Linked DNA regions of Zea mays: all the other regions are linked to region 1. Evidence: chromatin contacts called from public Hi-C data. All regions are on one chromosome and are shown on one strand. The core of a region is the stretch at or near the end of the contact, and the rest is flanking DNA. Distances in the headings are between cores, read along the strand shown.

Evidence for each region. A called contact is a pair of places that touch in the nucleus more often than the background predicts.
Region 2: a Hi-C map of tassel shows a contact between it and region 1, with 6 times the contacts expected there. The contact joins the promoter of LOC103635674 here to the promoter of LOC100281565 in region 1. A contact is called at or near these places in 11 of 25 Hi-C or Micro-C datasets (bundle sheath, ear, endosperm and 5 more).
Region 3: a contact with region 1 is called in a Hi-C map of ear, with 3 times the contacts expected there. The contact joins the enhancer-like site here to the promoter of LOC100281565 in region 1. A contact is called at or near these places in 6 of 25 Hi-C or Micro-C datasets (ear, endosperm, leaf and 2 more).

What each region holds. Positions count from the first base shown.
Region 1 is chr8:108,471,650-108,475,548 of Zm-B73-REFERENCE-NAM-5.0, reverse strand. It overlaps LOC100281565 (LEC14B), which reads left to right and starts at 1,780. Exons shown (of 10, transcript NM_001154484.2): 1 at 1,780-1,965; 2 at 2,465-2,876; 3 at 3,025-3,144. The coding sequence starts at 2,496.
Region 2 is chr8:108,920,464-108,924,362 of Zm-B73-REFERENCE-NAM-5.0, reverse strand. It overlaps LOC103635674 (SBP-transcription factor 11), which reads right to left and starts at 1,849. Exons shown (of 10, transcript XM_008658070.2): 1 at 528-1,849. The coding sequence starts at 1,837.
Region 3 is chr8:108,823,044-108,826,942 of Zm-B73-REFERENCE-NAM-5.0, reverse strand. No RefSeq gene overlaps it. Among protein-coding and RNA genes, the nearest start is that of LOC100216730, 16 kb to the right of the region's middle. Within about 2 kb of position 1,707, at least 18 of the 20 cell types and tissues checked have an H3K27ac peak or open chromatin away from gene starts, as enhancers often do. A contact at or near this core is called in ear, endosperm, leaf and 2 more, where this site is marked.

The DNA.
Region 1 (3,899 bases), core at 531-3,030:
ACCACATATTACTTTACCAAATGGACTGAAGTCGTTGCTCTGAAGAACATGACACATAGAGAGGTAATTGGGTTGATAACTGGCATATCATTCATAGACTTGGCATTACTCAGACTTTGACCATAGACCAGGGGACTTCTTTTATATCAAATGAGGTACATAAGTTTGCTGAATCATATAAGATCAAGTTGCTCAATTCGTCTCCATATTATGCTCAGGACAATGAGAAGGCCGAGTCTAGTAATAGGACATTGATTAGCCTTATAAAAAGAAAATATCTGATCATCCTAAGCATTGGCATAAGGTTTTGTCTGAAGCTTTATGGGCTCATAGAATATCTAAACACCATGCTACTAAAGTTTCTCCTTTGAGCTTGTTTTTGGCAGGAAGCGGTTTTGCATGTGGAGGTAAGCCTAAATGTTGTCAGGTTCGCCAGTCAGAATGATGTAACTGTCGGTGATTATTATAATTCAATGATAGACTATATTGATGAAGTGACCAACAAGAGATTGATAGCTCTAGGAGAAATAGAAAAGACAAGATCATGGTCGGCAAAGCTTACAACAATAAGGTCAAGGCTAAGTCATTCCAGGTTGGAAACCTGGTATGAAAGACCATCTTGCCATTGAGGAACAGAGACCGGAAGTTTGGAAAATAGTCGCCAAGCTAGAAAGGTCTTTAAAAGATCACACATGTAATATCATTACCTGGAAACACTTATATATTACAAAATTACAAGGTGAGGACTTGTCCAATGCGCTGAACGAACGTTTTTGGAAGCAATATCATTGTAGTACGTGGCAAGATGCTTAAAAGAACCGATGTGGTCACGTCGAGTTGATTACATCATGTGCTAGTGCTTTTGGTTCACCCAGCTCCTCCAAAAGAAAGAGGGACATGTGTTGAGCACCATTTGTGGTACTGGGCATAGTCAGATGGTCCGACCTTGAGGATCGGATGGTCCAGCACGAGGACAGTCCGCCCGTAGGCGTGGACGGTCCACGAATAGATCAGATTAGGCACAACTAATCTGTTTTCCACGCGATTTGCCCCTCTAAATCCGGTGTTGCTGTTGGGAGACGTCTAGAAACGGATCTAGATCTCCCTCCTATATATATTAAGGGGTACGACCGATACAATCACCAACAATTAATCAAACAATCAATTTATCTTCCGTTCTTTACCTTTTGCCCTAGGTGTGGACAATAACATAGTTTCCCCTCTAATCTTCATCTCTCTCCGGCTCTATGTCGTTTAGAGGCGTCTTGGATGGTCTGCCGATCCCAAAATAAATCCTATAACCTCTCCTCCTCGATGGGTCCCTTCCGGAAGCGAGATCTAGGTGTTGTTGGCGAACTCCATCGCCTCTACACGCGTGGACCGTTCGCCCATCAGGCGTGGACCGTACGACTTGTCTGCAGAAACTCTAACTCCTGCGCCAGGTCGCGGACCGTCCACGCTGCCGTAGAGAGCACCGCCATTAATGCACATTGTAGTGATTGGCGTATAGATTGGCGCCTACAAATACTAATAGCAATTTTCTCCCATTCTTCACTTTGTTTTCTTATGCGTGAGGTGTGATTGTGTCCGCGAGCATCATCACCAATGCATATCGTAGTGATTGACGGTTAGATCGGCGCCAACAAATACTAATGGCAAATCTCTCCCGTTCATCACTTTGTTTTCTTATGCGTGAGGTGTGACTGTGTGTGCAAAGAACCGCTTGCTACCAGCAAGAAAACCCTCTACAAGCCCTTTTTTTTTTGTTATCCGGTCCGCCCAGGCTCTTCCCATTCTCCGGCGCTTCCCTCTGTCCCTTGGCTCGCTCTGGCGTGGTTCTCCCGTCCCCTGGTGCGTGCGCGCTTCTCGCTCTCTCGTGGCGGCGACTGGGCGACTATCGCCTCCGCCCTACAACAGTTGCTCAGGTCTTCTTTGGGCCCTTCGCCGGGGACAAGCACCCACCGGGTACGCCTATCCCTTTTCTTCCCCTAACATCTATTTGTCGAATCTGATGTAGTTACAAGTGTAGTGTACATGTAGTATTATCCCTGCTAACTCTTTTTTTTGGGCAAAAATTATCGTGTGTACATGTGTATACCCATGCCCTTTACTGGGTTCCCCCTGATAGCTAGTAATTATCAGTAGTAAAATCTTTGTTCCTGCATGTTCGCGGATGCAGTTTCACTGTTTTAAAATATTTTATGATGCAATACCACAATTTATAGGGTGTATTTAGAGTAGAAACCAGAGGTTTGAATCGGGCTTGTGAATTCTAGTTAAAAAAGCACATTCAACGAACAAACTGGCCAACATAAGCTGCTCCTGACCTTAAAAAACAGGCTGCTCTCACGTGATATGTGTCTTTTATGCAATTGCAAAGATGTAACAAATTTCGTTGTTCCTTGGAAACATTCCGATTTCTATAAACAAGCCTTTGAGTCTGAATATTGATAAGTGTTTGCAGAGAAAATCAATAAATACATCGGCCTGAAAGAATGGGTTATGGCATGAGTAGGCTAGACGATGAATACTATGAGGCTGAAGGGCAGAATACTGGTGGATCTGGCTCAGTTCAAGTGAACGATGAGTTTGCAACACTACATAATGATATTTTTCATATGACCCGAATGAGATCAGGACTTACTGAAAGCTACAAGTCCATGGGTACCAACAGAGGCATAATATCAACTGCCAAGTTATTATCTCGAAGGGAAATTGATTGTTCTGGAAAGGGGATGTTCTCTTCTGGTGACCGTGCATTTGTTCTAGGTCGTCATGTTCCGATGAACAATCCTGAATTATTGGATAGGATGGATTCTCGTGCTTACGTTTCACAGTTTTCTGCTGATGGTACTCTTTTTGTTGCTGGTTTTCAGGTATGCTATGCTCAACCAACAATAGTCGAGGTTTTAAACAAGTTCAAGTCAGAATTTCCTGGTGTTTACTTTTTCTGTCATCATGTTATGCATTTTTAAAGTTAAAATTTATAGACGTAGTATAAATAACATTTCTTTTCATTTTCAGGGAAGTCACATAAGAATATACGATGTTGATAGAGGCTGGAGCATACACAAAGACATTCATGCTAGGTGTTTAAGATGGACAATCAGTGATGTATCCTTATCACCTGATCAGCGGTATCTTGTAAGTTTCTCCTGGATTTAATAAGTTTAGCTTATCACCCTTATTCTACATGCTTTGTTCAGTTTTGGTTTGCATGTAACTCTATTTTGCAACTTTTCATCAGTCAGCATTGTAGATAAATCTCTTTCATTATTCTTCTTATCAAGAAGAAATATTTCATATGCAACTCTGTTCAACAGGTGAATAAACCAAAGAGTACCAGATGTGGTTACATGTTTTACAACAAGTTTTCATTTTTTTTATTATTGTATCTTTTGACGGGAGAGCATATGGGCTGGGAGCTGGGTAGTTCCGGTTCTTCTAGTGGAAACATGTTGCAGTTGGGAAATGGATGTTTCACATGGACAATATCATAGAGGCTAGCATCCAAAGATGAGTTGTGCAATATTGACCTTACCTATGTCTGGCTACCAAGATGAAATGCATCGAAGTTGTTCCAACCATTACATCAACTACAATGACTGGAAGTACCTGTAGGACAATGAAGTTTACAGGGACATTTGAGACTTCGTCTAGTCCATTTGGTCCTTTCATGACATAATGCTACATATTTTGTTTGTTGGTATGAGCACGCCTTAGAGGTTTGCAAAGGGCCTCTAGCGTAATGGTTAAGGCTTCCGAGTAGCACCTCCAGGTCCCTGGTTCGATCCCCCTCAGGGGCGAATTTCGGGCTTGGTTAAAAAAATCCCCTCGCTATGCCCTGCCTGCTCCCGGGTTACGTCCTGCGCGCCACCTTCTGGCTGGGCCGTTGCAGA
Region 2 (3,899 bases), core at 600-3,099, 450 kb before region 1:
TTTGGTTACATCTTTGTCAGCCACGTGGACATGTAGCAGTAACTAATTTGGCTTAGTAGATTTATTGACTATATGGATGCATGCTGAGAAATGTATATTCTGCTATGATGCATCGTTAAGGGAAAAAAAACTAACACCAAGACAAACCATGTAAAGTAAAGACTTGTTATAAAATTGCACCACAACAAGATACTCCCCTAAGGAAAGACTCAGAAGAAAAAAGAAAAGTTAGCATTGTACCATAATGTCATGATGCAACCTAACTGATAGGAGCATAAAAAATCCACGAAATTCTAGTAAAAAGAAAGCCTCTGGAAAACGCGAAGTTTGTACTTAACATTGGATTAAATCCAAACATCACGTATGAATTCTGAGTCACTTTTGGATAAAAAGGAAAGGCAATCAAACAATAACAAACGAATTTTAAACTGATACGAATGTGCCGAGCATACTTGTCTATCCTACTGATACGAATCTGTTTCATGCCGATTAATAAAACAGTTAGGAGTGGAGAAACTAGAGCTTACTTGCCGCACTGCTGGCAGTAGCGCTTCTGGACACCATCGAGCATGACAGTAGCAGCGTGCGCGCAGCGCAGACACACACGGTGCCGGCGATGGTACCCTTTCAGCTCCCGTATGTCCGCCTCACAGCCAGGCACTTGGCACTTCATCTCCGCCACCGCCGCGCGGACAGTTCCTCCGGCAGTACCTGCAGCTTCCGCTTTGCCACGGCGACCAGCAGTCTTAGTCTTCTTCCGCGCGCCAGCAAGGAACTCCGTCGCCACGTCCTCCACCTCGGCAGCGGCGACCATCTCGTCCACCTCGGGGCACGCGCATGGGACTATCCCCGCGAGATAGTTCGGGCACACCAGCCGCGGGTCCCGCTTCCTGACGCGGCGCCCGATCCCCTGAACCCGAAGAGGGGGCGGCGGAAGCACTGGCCCCGGTTCCGGCTCCGGCTCCGGCTCCTCCTCCACCGACTGCGGAAGCGGGGGCGAGGCGGGGAGCAGTGCCGTGGCGGCCTCGGTGGGGTCGGATGCTGCTATGCCGGCGGCGTCATCCCAGGGGAGGATGAGGGAGTCGTCATCCTGGACGACGAAGTCGAGGAGATTGCCCCAGTCCCAGATAGGCTCGCCGGCATCCGCCGAGCCGCCACCGCCGGAATCGGGGGCGTCCATTTCCGGAGACAGACTAGCCCTAACCACCGCGCGCCCGCACGGCAGGATCAACTCCGGCGATTTGGGAACCCTCACGATTCCGCGGGGGGAGGCAGGAAGGGAGGGACTCGCGGTCGCGGGGTGGAGCGAATGGAATTGGTCCTGGCGTCCCCAGTCACAGCAGGTAGGCGAAGCCATTCCTCTTAGGTCACTGACGTGCGGGGCCAGGCTCAGGCCGGCCTCGCACGTCAGTGACCCGACAGAGGATCCGGCCGGGCAGGTAGGTGGGCGGCGCTGGACAACCGGGGCTGCCCCGCGCGTGCTCGCTGACGAGAGGGCCACCCCAGACCAGTGTGGGGTTGTTGGCTGCGGGTGCAGTGGGAAGATTGGTTGGTCCGATTGGCGAATCTTGACGCCACAGCAACATACGGATGGGGCCCATGCGTCAGTGCGGACGCCGTCGTCTTGTTTGTTGTCGTCGGGGTGGGGCCCGTGCGGTGGATCTGACCGTAGTGCCTGAACTGAAGTCCTGAACGGGACGCCGGCGGCCGGCGGCGCTTGGCCCGTGGATGGTGGGATGGGATGGCGATCTCTGGGCTGGGAAGCGGACGGTCGTAGCAGGGCGATGGCGCCGGGCTGGGTCCTGCACTCCTGCTGGCGGCTGGCGCGTGCCATCATGTCGACATGCGACGCGACTAGAGGACGACGTGCATCTCGGGGTCGACATCCATTTTTTTTGCCAACCACTGCTGTTCGGTAGGCGGTAGCCAACGGACAACCGCGAGTCGCGAGTGGGCAACTCGACATGATTCTCTTCTTTTCTTTCGTATCATTTCCTTTCTTTCCTTTTTGGAGCCCTCAAGGCCTCAATGGTCTTTCTTGAGTTTTTTTAGATCCTCTTTCGTCTTTCCTGTGAGTTGACTCTGCCCCGGTGAACGGTGAGGCTGCGTGCAATGTATGCACAATGGACCGAAGATAGGAAAAAGAATTAGTGCTCTAATGTACTCCCTCCGTTATAAAATATTGTTGGTTATAGTTTCTTTTTTCTATCTACCTTTAAATGGATGATAATAAATATAAATATACATACAAATTACATTTATATATTAATTAATGAACGTATGTTTAATCTAAAATAAATTATATTTTGGGATGTATGGAGCATATCTAAGTGGATATAAACTTTATATATATCTAAAAATCAAAATATTTTATAATTTAGAATAGGAATACTAACTTATTCCATTTTAAAATGTATATTCCATTTTAAAAAATGTTTTTATGTTTGATTATATTTATAAAAAATATCATTATTTCTATCTCTAAATGTATTTAAAATAAAAATATATATTATTAATAATCTAATGATATTTATTACATTTTTAGTATATTTCTACAACTCTAATAAACTTCAAATTTTGATTCCAAAAGCTGTGGAGGGCTAGTATATAGCCTAGTCTTTTGGGAATTTTTTCTCGGTATACCAGCACCAGGCTGATGCGCACGAGTGCAATTAATGTCAAGTACTAGTAAGATATGCATTCAGTTTTTTTGCAACATATTAGGACATTTAGGATACTATCGTCCAAGTGATTACTGAATACTTGTGTGCTGTGGTGTGTAGCTTTAAATTAGCTTGCAAGCTAATTGCTACCTTATGTGGTAAGTGATGTAGGTACAGATCATTCATTTGGATAGGTTTATGTTAGGATTGTAGATGGGAAAAAGAGACAGAGAGTTTAACGTGGAAAAAACTTCCTTGATGTGAAAGAGAGAAAAAAACACGAGAAAAACATATCTATTTGTCGGCGTTTCGACCCCGGGGTCCCTGAACCGACGAGTAAATTATCGCCGCGTGTCCCAGCCCAGATGGGTCGGCGCGAGACGGATCACGGAGGGGGAAAACAGGGAGACGGGCGTAAAGGGGAAACCCGCGGCCTTCGTGTTTGTCCCGCGCCTAGGTCGGGTGCGCTTGCAGTAGGGGGTTACAAGCGTCCGCGCGGGAGGGAGCGAGAGGCCTGCACGCGTCGTCCCGTCCTCTCCACGCGGCCAACCTTCTCGTACGAGAGCCCTGGACCTTCCTTTTATAGGCGTAAGGAGAGGGTCCAGGTGTACAATGGGGGATGTAGCAGTGTGCTAACGTGTCTAGCAGAGAGGAGCTAGCTCCCTAAGTACATGCCGTCGTGGCAGCCGGAGAGGTTTTGGCACCCTGTTCGTGTGATGTTGTGGTCGTCGGAGGAGCGCTGGAGCCTTGCGGAAGGACAGCTGTCGGGGCTGTCGAGTCCTTGCTGACGTCTCCTTGCTTCCGTAAGGGGTTGAGCGCCGCCGTCGTCATGGAGCACGCGGGGTGCCATCATTATCTGTTTACCGGGGCGAGCCAGATGGGACGCCGGTCTTGTTCCCCGTAGCCAGAGCTAGCTAGGGGTAGGGTAATGATGGCCCCTCCTGTGACGTGGTCGGTCCGAGCCCTGGGGTCGGGCGAGGCGGAGTTCGTCGTCTTCTGGGGCCGAGGCCGAGTCCGAGCCCTGGGGTCGGGCGAGGCGGAGTTCGTCGTCTTCCGGGGCCGAGGCCGAGTCCGAGCCCTAGGGTCGGGCGAGGCGGAGTTCGTCGTCTTCCGGGGCCGAGGCCGAGTCCGAGCCCTGGGGTCGGGCGAGGCGGAGCTTCCTATGGCGCCCGAGGCCGGACTTGGCTGCTGTCAGCCTCACTCTGTCGAGCGGCACAGCAGTCGGAGCGACGCAGG
Region 3 (3,899 bases), core at 458-2,957, 350 kb before region 1:
ATACAGGTCACTGCCAGCATCTGATGCACCATACTTAGTAGTAAGTGCATCCCACAACTGTTTCCCGTCTGTGTACTGCATATTCGCATCAACCAGACGGTCAACAAGGGCGCTAAGAACGGCTCCCGTGAACATAGTATTGGCATGGTCGTACTCTTTCTCCTGTTCAGGAGTCAGTGGACCCTCAGGTCTGCCTTTACTAACATGGAAGACATTCATAGCAGTAAGCCAGAGCGTGGCCTTGACTTGCCATCTCTTAAAGTGCATACCATTAAACTTTTCTGGCTTCAGCGCGTCGGCAAAAGCAGCCATTGAAAAACTAGGAAATTGTCTACAATAAGGTTTTTGGATTGTTGAATAATTAGACAAATTCCAAATTAAATTCCGAATATAAATCATGACCAAATCAGAAGAACTGAAATAAAAGCCAAATCAGATGATGCGTACTGATTAGACTTACTGATTGTTGGCGCGCGCCAGGATCAGATGGGTTGACGAGGTCAGCAGATCACGAGCAGTCGCGTGAAGACGCTTCCCAAAAACCTTATTCGCCCTCTCCCGGTGCAGGATCTAGAAGACGAAGGGTTCCGGAGACCTGCTCTCTTGATCGCAGATGCACCTCTGCGGTCGGGACGAAGGGAACTAAAAGGCGGCTCAGCTATGAAGAGAGGCGAAAGCGAACTGGGATCTGGGATGATTTGGAGGCTAGCTGCCGGGCTCCTTTTATAGGGTCGAGTCCGCGACCCCCCGTGCTTATCCGCCCACGAAAATCTCGCAATCAGTTGAGATTTTGTAGCGATCGGTTAGGATAAGCGTAACAGCCAAGAAACCAAAAAATCAAACGGCAAAAGGTAGCCGCGCCCCCGCAAGGCGAGGGGCCGGATTTCGGCGGACCATTCACGCGTATGTCGTGCGCCCGCGCCCTTCGCCCCGGCCAGGCCAGGCGAGGCGAGCGAGCGCGCGCGCGCGCGTGGCTCTCCACACTCTCTCCTCTCATCCATGACTTGGTGAGTGAGTGTGGCTTCCATATTTAAGTTAGCTCTACTCCACAAGAGCTAGCAATATGGTGCTATTGGTTCCACCTATCCCTTTGCCATCCACTTATATGGGCTTTTGAGATTTTCCTGGGATTTATTTGAATAACTTAATTGGGCCAAGCCCATAAATCCTAACAGTGACAACGACCAGGTAACACCACCGCGCCAAGATCTACAACACGGTAACCTCCTCCTCCTCCTCCTCTCTCTGCTCATGCACGCATAGATCCAAGAGGATCAAACTCTCTGTTATTGAGTAAAGTGGTGTCTCGGATTGCTAAGTGCGACACAGTAGACTGGCTTGGCTGGTAGGCGGCCGGGTACTCGATCCCTTGTCGCTTTGCAAGTTGCAACTTGATGTGGGCATTAGGACGCTGCGAGGTACTACTGCTGCTACTAGGGTGCCACTCGAGGGTGCATCCATGCGTGATTATTTCTCTCTCTCTCTCTCTCGATCTCACGCCTATTATTTTTTCTTGACCTGCGTTGGACTGTACGAAACGTGCTGGGCCCGCTCAACCCGGGCTGCACAATCACGCCAGGCCGTCCTCTGGTCTCGACACGTGTTTTCTTCTTTCTTCGTGACTTCGTCAGTACGTACTACACTAATCATCATAAGGCATGCGCCGTAGGGGTACGTACTCCTCGTACACCACCCAATAATCATATACTAGGCGCCGTCGTCTGGCAAAACGATCACTCACACCACCAAAGCCGCCGTACGCCGGGCCCGGCCTCGCAGCCCCCGTTTTGTCGCACACGGGCCCCGTCGGCGTCGCGGTCGCCGCCAGCGCCAGCTAGCCTGGGCTGGGCTGGGGCGGCAGATAAACGCCAGCGCTAAAGCCACGCGCCGCAATCTGCGACCACGAGTCATCACCCAGAGAGAGAGAGAGAGAGACAAAAACACTACTCTGTTGTCAATACATATAGTCAGTCTTTTAGCGCCTTCACGGTCAGCTTGCCGGTTACTCTTTTATTATATATTACTAGTCGGTTGCCCGTGCGTTGCGACGGCTTACAACAATGCCCATATAAACTATCTACAAAAAATAATATTTTTTATTGATTATCTCCGCTCTCTGTATAATATTTTTTGATTTGGCTAACTGATGTTATTATTTACTCCATCCAATATGTCTTGGTACAATACGACCAATGAAGTGAGCGATTAGAAAAGAGTTCACAACGACTAACTGAACGAACAGAGATTATAAAATGACATAATTCCACCATACAGAGACCAAATAAGAGAAAATTTGTGAGCTCAAGTTTCTAAAATAAGTCACATGAACTCAAACTTATAAAAAAGATAGATCAAAATATGGAGTGATTGCTAAAGTCAGCATCAATAAAAACTGGATGCACTCCATATAAATTATGCTACTTCGTAGCAATTACTAATATTTAAAAACAATAAATAATCTTTTATTTTACTGTTAGTGTGACAAATCATTGTTGCTCCATCCAATTCAGCAACCTCAAACATCATGGAGTCCATTGCGCCAATGTGGTCTCAGAAACAACCTAATGCTTGCAAGAGTCAAGAACGTCGTGCTGTGATTGGGCTGTAGCCTCGGCTCGTAGTGCTGGTCCGGCCTGACACGATTATATTTTTAAATTTTATAAAAAAACTTATATACATATATATAATTTATATTCAATATTAAAAATATCTAAACATGATGTTCTACTGGTTAGACAACTTTACCTAGTATCTCTCGCTCTTCTTCCATCAAGGCATGAGTTCAAGCCCCACCTCCTGCACTGTTTTTTAGCATTTTATGCTGATTTAATCAAATGGGCCGACGGGCTAGCCCAGCACAGTCAGTAGGCCGGCATGATGTGCCTGGGCCAGAGTTGTGGCCCGCGGGCGTCTGGTCCGTGCCGGGCAGTCGTTTGGCCATCTATAGGCGTGCATCGGATTAATTTGAAATAGCTGTGAGGGGTTATTTGTAAAAAGATGACGTGTGACGACCGTTGAAACTGGTGCTTTAAGTATAGTATAGATATAAATAAGTATTAATAGTTCTGGACTATTTTTTCTAGTGTGATAGCTGCATAGGCGGGGTCAGGTGCCGGACAGACGCAGTTAGGAGGTCCCACAAGGCAGTAGCTGAGAGAGTGTTATGTGAGTGTTGGGCGTGGAACCCACAGGACATGGCGTGTGGGGCGGGCCCAGAGTGTCAAGCGCGGAGGGAGGTGAAGTCGTAGTAGTACCATATGCCCACATTAGGTTATTTATGGCTTGTTTGGTTCAGCTTTTTTCTGACAAGCTTTTCTGAGAATCCAGTTGTGCAGAGAATCTGGATATCGTGGAGGGATTACGTGTGTAGAAAGATGAAGTGGTTCAAAGAGTTCAAGATGTAGAAAACGATGGATTCCTACCACGTGACGACTCTCGACCGATTTATATGTTTGGGTTGATTTTTGGATGGTTTTGTTTTTTAACAAAACGATTTTGTATAGAAAGGGTAGCTGTGACGTAAACTATCTATTTATTGATTTATTTATTACCGTATCCTTTTTTGTCGCTCTTACCGTCACCATCGGTTTCCGTGCCAGCGCTGACGCGATATCATCATCAATTTGGCGTCGCTTGTCCCGTTGCCGCTGCTAGTCCATCCACTGTGGCAAAAACGCACAAGATACCACTTTTACAAAAGATCATATGTCTCGTTATATCAGAGCGGGCATAATTCGCCCAGAGCCACAACTGCGCCCACGGTATATATGTTTGGAGGGGATTTATCTAGAAACTAAACTAGTAGTACACTACACACACCGCGTTTATGGCGATCGCTCCAGAAGCGACACGTCGTTGGCGCAACGCCAACGCGACCGGTTCATAGTTCTCCATCCCAT